Regions from separate parts of the Hordeum vulgare genome. Here region 1 is linked to region 2. The links are chromatin contacts, called in public Hi-C maps. All regions are on one chromosome and are shown on one strand. The core of a region is the stretch at or near the end of the contact, and the rest is flanking DNA. Distances in the headings are between cores, read along the strand shown. Region 1 holds the start of LOC123412455 (aldehyde dehydrogenase family 2 member C4-like). Region 2 overlaps LOC123407128 (lactoylglutathione lyase).

Region 1 (3,380 bases), core at 109-2,608, 240 kb after region 2:
AAGGCGCCGTCTTGAAGCACACGATTCGTCATATATGACTTCATTTCTTCGCGGTGCCATGTTCACGGTTGAGAACTCCGGTTGTTTTTATAGTACTAAGGATAGTGTTGCTGCGTTTAACGTCTAGGTTCTAGCTTTGGGTGTGTGAATGTATTGTCGTGACGTGTGTTTGTATTTGAGCTGTGATCGATCGTTGCTTTATATATAGAACGAGATGAAAGTCTTTTTCCTGGAACATGTAGGCAAGCAAGGGAGCCATTGACGTGCACGTAGGCATTCGGCCTCGACGACGACAAGCTCTACGGTCATTCGAATCGGGTTTCAAGAAGCATCATCGATTGGCATCTCACGGGCGCAGGCTCGTACAAACGAGACGGAAACCGGGACCAGATGATAACGAGAATGAAAGGACCTGACCTTACAGACGTGTAGCACAGCAGTACCAAGCAGATTCTGCCAGGCCATCTCCGTCACGTACTGCACGGCCAATGGTGCAGCCGTACAAGTACTGCACGCGAGCTTCTAAAAGAACACGAGACAATGGGGTCCTACAAGGCTACAAAGCTCATCAGTCCCATCTGGGTAGAGATCAGATCCCTGCAGCTTGACCGCCGAGTTTTGGTTAGCCAGTGTTTGCCCTTCTACCATCTTAGATACGCCCTATAGAACTAGGGGACACTATTTTAGCCAAGCTATAAGCACCCCGTCACCCAAGCTAGCTTGTGGCGTCTTCTCTCTTAATTTACACAAGCTAACCATGTTACTTCCGTGGATTCCGCTTAGACGATGAATCTTATCGCTCTGCTGGCCCGTGAAAAATGAGCGCGACGCGAGGTCGCGGACATGCTATGTTCGCCATGCGTCGTGAACATGCGGCTGGGCGCCACAACTGACCTCAAATACTGCTCCCTTTGGCACTTGAGTACTCACTAATCAGTATTCAGGATTACAGGTTCAACCAACCACGAGCAAATAAGCCTACAAGGCTACAACACACTAGACCAAGCACTAACAGTTTACCCCCAAATCTGCAAATCGGGCCTTACTTAACCACCAAAGTAAACAACTAATCCGGCCTATATTACCAAGGCGAGACGGCTATAATAGATGTGTGCGCAGGAGAAAAGAGACGTACCGGAGACGGCGTCGACGAAGGCCCCGTTGATGAAGAGCTTGGTGTACCTGATCTCCGGCATCTCCATGCACACGCCGCCGCCGCTGCCGTTCTCCGCGGCGCGCCCCTTGCCCCCGTCGCCATTGCGCTCGCTCGCCATGGCCTCTTCTCCTAGACCGAGACCGTTGTCGGCGCTCGCGCAGCGTGATGTGTGTGGAGAGTGGACCGTGGAGTGAAGACAACGGGGACGGGGGCTGCTCTTCGTTTTATAAAGAAACGTAAACCGCGACCTGTCCGTAGCCATCCGCGCGCGAGGCAACACACACCTCTCGGCTGCTAACGCGCGTAAAGGCAGCTCCAAACGCACCGTTTGGTTCAAAACATACCGATGAGATAACACAACTGCGATTCATTGTCTGTTTCGTGCTCGTTCAGCCTCATCTGTACTATAAAAAAAACACGAAAAGGCACATCCAACTCATCATCTCAGCCGTTTAATTACATAATTAAGGGTCTTAAATTGTCGTTAACGAAATCTTTCGTTAACACCGTGAAGCCCCACGTTCTCTTCGCGAAGCGCCCTGAAACCGCACAAGCCCCGACTCCTCTCCAGTCTCCCCTCCCCTCCCCTCCCGGCCCGCCGCCTCCCCCCCAGCTCGCTTCGCCCGTCGCCTGCTCGCCCCGCCCCGACTCCTCTCCCCTGCCTTCCCGGCCTGCCGCCTCCCCCCAGCTCGCTCAGCCCGACGCCTGCTCGCCCCGCCCCGACTCCTCTCCCCTCTCCTCCCGGCCCGTCGCCTCCCCCCAGCTCGCTTCGCCCGTCGCCTGCTCGCCCCGCCCCGACTCCTCTCCCCTCCCTTCCCGGCCCGCCGCCTCCCCCCAGCTCGCTCCGCCCGACGCCTGCTCGCCCCGCCCCGACTCCTCTCCCCTCTCCTCCCGGCCCGCCGCCTCCCCCCAGCTGGCTCCGCCCGTCGCTTGCTCGCCCCGCCCGCCGCCTCTACCCCGCTCAGCCCCGCCTACTCGCCCCGCCCTCCGCCGTACCCCACTGCGCGATGGAGCGGGCTCGACCGGGCGATGGATTTCTCCGACGGGAGCTTGCCTCGGCCACCACGTCGTCCTCCTACTCCTCCTCAATTCCACTTGTCAGTGCGGTGGACCCAACGGGCGTCGAGGGCGTGCGGACGGAGGTGGCGCAGATCCAGGGTGGCCACAACAATGGGCGCCCCCACCCCCTTCATGCGCCACTGCCCAATCCTCCTCTGAATCTGTGGAATGCAGAAGGGATCCCAATCATGTTCGTGGGTCATCGGACGATCCACCGTCCCAGCTCCCTTAGCATGCTGCCTACACTTCCTCTTCTTCGCCGCAATAGTTGGATCACCAGTTCATCTATTCGTTCGTGGACTGTCGCCGACTGCATCCTGCTAGGGAGTTGCTCTGTTGCGAGGTACGTTCGTCCATGCCGGAGGCTGTGATGCATGATGATCCGTGTTTAGGATCACTTAATTTGCATGAACTGCTTATGCCATGTGCATATTAATTAATATGTAGCTAGGGTCTGCTCTTGATAGCCAGATGATCTATGCACTTGACCAATATTCGGGATCAGAAACAAAAAAAACCTCAGTAGAACAAATCTGTATTATGTAGCACGTGCAAGGGATCGTATTAGAAGCTTCTACGTGGTCGTAAACAAAGCCTGAACCCAACTTCAATTTAATTTGTGTGGCAAAACTATTCACTTTTACGAGAGTCAACACTTCTATCTCATAAGATTTTAGTATAAATAAAATTTTGGTTTTGATGCTCATGCCGCTGTACCAATTTTCATGGCCTGAAAATGATAATAATATGCATATCTATTGATTCTTCACATGGATCGTAAAAATATGTTTGATGTGGCATAAATCTTTGTCTTGTCACTTTCAACTTAAAGAGCTTGAGAAGATTGATTCTAGAAAGGGACTGATCAACCAGTATGTAAATAAACTGCCCATAGGTTGATCTTATTTGTATATTTTTTATATAATGTGATCTGCCAAAAGATATATTCAAATTTAGGACAGTAAAACTGAGCCTAATCCCTGTCCTCTCACGCCATGAGACGTTTGGACTGTTAATTTTTTTGATCAAACCGTTTCTGGCCGTTCGATCTGATATGTGTGCTTTCCTAGGCTGGCTGTCCTAATGGGAGGCTACTCCCGTGGCCGAAACGCAGTATGCTGGTTGATTAGGCCCAAGCGACCGGCCCATTAAGCACCGAGGGATG
Region 2 (3,402 bases), core at 741-3,240:
AATCCTACTAGGAATAGGATTCCTCCTTTCCACTTGGAAACCCTTTCCACCTTTTCCACCTTTGGATTTTTTGCCTCTCAAACCTCATCGGTCTTAGTGGGAGCTTATGTAATCCCACTAGGGGCTGGTTTGTATCCTCCCATAGCCCATAAGGCCCCTCGGGGCGTGACACCCCTCCCGATGGTCCCCGGTACCCTCCCGGCACTCCCGGTACACTACCGATGAGCCTGAAACTTTTCCGGTGACCAAAACAGGACTTCCTATATATCAATCTTTACGTCCGGACCATTCCGGAGCTCCTCGTGACGTCCAAGATCTCATCCGATACTCCTAACAACTTTCGGTTACCAACACATATAACTCAACAATACCGAAACGTCACCGAACCTTAAGTGTGCAGACCCTGCGGGTTCGAGAACTATGCAGACATGACCGAGACACCTCTACGGTCAATAACCAATATAGGGACCTAGATGCACATATTGGCTCCTACATATTCTACGAAGATCTTTATCGATTGAACCTCTATGTCAAGGATTCAGTTAATCTCGTATGATGTTCCCTTTGTCCTTCGGTATGTTACTTCCCGAGATTCGATCATCGGTATCTCTATACCTAGTTCAATCTCGTTATCGGCAAGTCTCTTTACTCGTTCCGTAATACAAGATTTTGTGGCTAACTCCATAGTCACATCGCTTGCAAGGCTTATTGTGATGTTGTATTACCGAGTGGGCCCCAAGATACCTCTTTGTCATACGGAGTGACAAATCCCAGTCTCAATTCACTCCAACCCAACAGATACCTTCAAAGATACCTGTAGAGCAACTTTATAGTCACCCAGTTACGTTGCGACGTTTGATACACACAATGTGTTCCTCCGATGTCCGGGAGTTGCATGCTCTCATGGTCATAGGAACAGATACATTGACATGCAGAAAACAGTAGCAATAAACTGACACGACCATATGCTACGTTTATAGTTTAGGTCTTGTCCATCACATCATTCTCCTAATGATGTGACCCCGTTATCAAGTGACAACACTTGTCTATGGCTAAGAAATCTTAACCATCTTTGATCAACGAGCTAGTCAACTAGAGGCTTACTAGGGACAGTATTTTGTCTATGTATCCACACATGTATTTGACTTTCCAATCAATACAATTATAGCATGGATAATAAACGATTATCATGAACAAGGAAATATAATAATAACCAATTTATTATTGCATCTAGAGCATATTTCCAACATGTAGAAGGTCTGGAAGAGGGCCAACAAGGGCATCACCCCCAGAAAGCCCTTGCAGAGATAGGCGAAGGTGGCAAGGAGGAAGACGGAGTTGGGATGGAGATAGAGCGTGTGCATATGTAGTGCTCTAGAACCGCGCTGGAGAAGTATAAGAACGGAGGGAGCAGACCTCCAAAGGTGGAGAGGAAGAAGAATGGGAACGTCGTCACTGACAGCTCCCTGGTCGGCATCGAGCCCGACCAGATCTTGGTGGCCTTGTGCTCATTATGAGCGCTGGCCATAACAGGGGTGAGCTTCTGCAGCCTTCTTGGCTCTTGATGGTGGAGGGCAACACCGTCGGCTCCACCTGCGCCCCGTTGGCGGCGGTGCTCCTCTTCAGCGCCATGGTGGCGGAGAAGCAGCGGCGGAGATGAAGGAGGAGGCAGAGAAGTAGAGCGCGAGCGGTGTGTGCGCAAGGAAGGAGAAGCAGCGCGCAAGGGAGGCGTCTGGAGGAAGGCAAGCAATGATGGTCTTGCCCGACAATCTTAAGGCACTTACCGAGGCGTCGTTGGAGAAGTGGGTATGTCCTGTCCCATCGCTGCTGACACGCGTCATCTCATGGCCCGGTAGTTCGTCACGACTCGCGGCACTTCGACCCATGCCGTTTCGTGCTCCACTCGCGGAACATACACACCACACGCACCGGGCTACTGTCAATGCAGTGGAACCAGGGTACCATGGCCCATTTACTGTCGGCCCAGCAGCTCAACAAAGGCAAAAAGGAAAAGCGATTCATTTTGGAAAAAAGATAAGGTAGGAAGTGTTCGTGGCTGTGGGAGACACAATGGAGATTGATCACACGGCGCGATCAGTCCAATCTTCTGCCAGTGCGGCGAGTTTAAGCATTTTCCTTTTTCTTTGGAAATAAATGGTTGCAAGGTTATGGTGCAGGGATGCTGGGCGATCTCTTTTCTTTCTCTGGATCGGGTATACTATCCGCTGTAGGTGAGCATCTTCCTCCTTTTCCCACACTATAATCTCTCACAATCTAGTACCGGGTTAATGTTTTAACCAGAACTAACAATCAACTTTGTAGTTATAACCAAAATGCAAGCAACTTAATAACACTAGGCCAATGACGGCATGGGCATAACACTAGGCCAATGACGGCATGGGCATAACACTAGGCCAATGACGGCATGGGCATGCGGTAGTTGCTTTTATTTTTATTCGTCGAGCGGAAGAGGCTGCCTTTTTATTACATCGCACACAGACCATTTGCTACATGAGGTTTGTTTTATTACATCACACAGACCATTGCTACATACGGTTCCTCCTCACGACACTAACATCTGAGCCTGCTCATCTTCAGTGCAGCTCCTTGAGGAAGTCTGCGTAGTCCACCAGAACCTACAACCGGAGGAATAACATTAGTCACGTACTGATACTGTGGCTGGCTGGTTGCAAAAGATAAGTCATTTTCAGTAGTAAAAGCAACCACTACATCAGTTAGTAACCACGCCTGCAACCCAGTTTACATACAGGGTTTAAGAAATCATGTTCAGTATTAACAATCATGCTGCAGCGAAATTTGAGGTGAAGTTCCACCTCACTTGATTAATTTGCTTTGCTACGCCTAGGATGCATACCAGCCTCGATTGTGTTCTGCTAACTAAGTGGGTGACGCCTCAAAACTGTTAAAGTTTATTCTCTAGACAATAGATGATGGTGACACAACTGGAGGAACTACAGCTCAGACTATTAATATAAACCTCTATAAGATTATGTTGTTTTCCAAGTTCTATTTTATTTTACGAAGTAACAATTGTCCTTGAAGGTGCCAATCCAAGAGGTCTCTGAAACTATGTACTCTCTCCGTCTCTGAAAAGGTCTATAATCTTTTTTTGATGTCAAACGGTGCAAGGTTTGACCAAGTTTGTAGTATAAATTATGAAAAACTATGGTACCAAATTAATATTAATATTATTAGGTACACAGTAAAATATATTTTCATAACATATCTATTTAGTAGATATTGTAGTTATAGATAGTTTTTCTTACAAACATGGTCAAACTATGTACGGTTTGACTTCAGACAAATTTATAGGCCTTCTTTTCAGAGACAGGAGGGAGTATGTACCAACTGGCAATAGTTCGTTTCTAGAGAGGAACTAGC

Evidence for each region. A called contact is a pair of places that touch in the nucleus more often than the background predicts.
Region 1: a Hi-C map of leaf shows a contact between it and region 2, with 2.6 times the contacts expected there. The contact joins the promoter of LOC123412455 here to the enhancer-like site in region 2. A contact is called at or near these places in 2 of 6 Hi-C or Micro-C datasets (both in leaf).

Annotation. Positions count from the first base shown.
Region 1 is chr7H:497,349,758-497,353,137 of MorexV3_pseudomolecules_assembly, forward strand. LOC123412455 (aldehyde dehydrogenase family 2 member C4-like) reads right to left here and starts at 1,359. Exons shown (of 8, transcript XM_045105403.1): 1 at 1,136-1,359. The coding sequence starts at 1,274. LOC123408786 (a long non-coding RNA gene) reads left to right here and starts at 2,219. Exons shown (of 2, transcript XR_006612788.1): 1 at 2,219-2,558; 2 at 3,286-3,380.
Region 2 is chr7H:497,106,796-497,110,197 of MorexV3_pseudomolecules_assembly, forward strand. LOC123407128 (lactoylglutathione lyase) reads right to left here. Exons shown (of 9, transcript XM_045100189.1): 9 at 2,450-2,636. The coding sequence ends at 2,595. Among protein-coding and RNA genes, the nearest start is that of LOC123407128, 4.5 kb to the right of the region's middle. Within about 2 kb of position 1,991, at least 2 of the 3 cell types and tissues checked have open chromatin away from gene starts, as enhancers often do. A contact at or near this core is called in leaf, where this site is marked.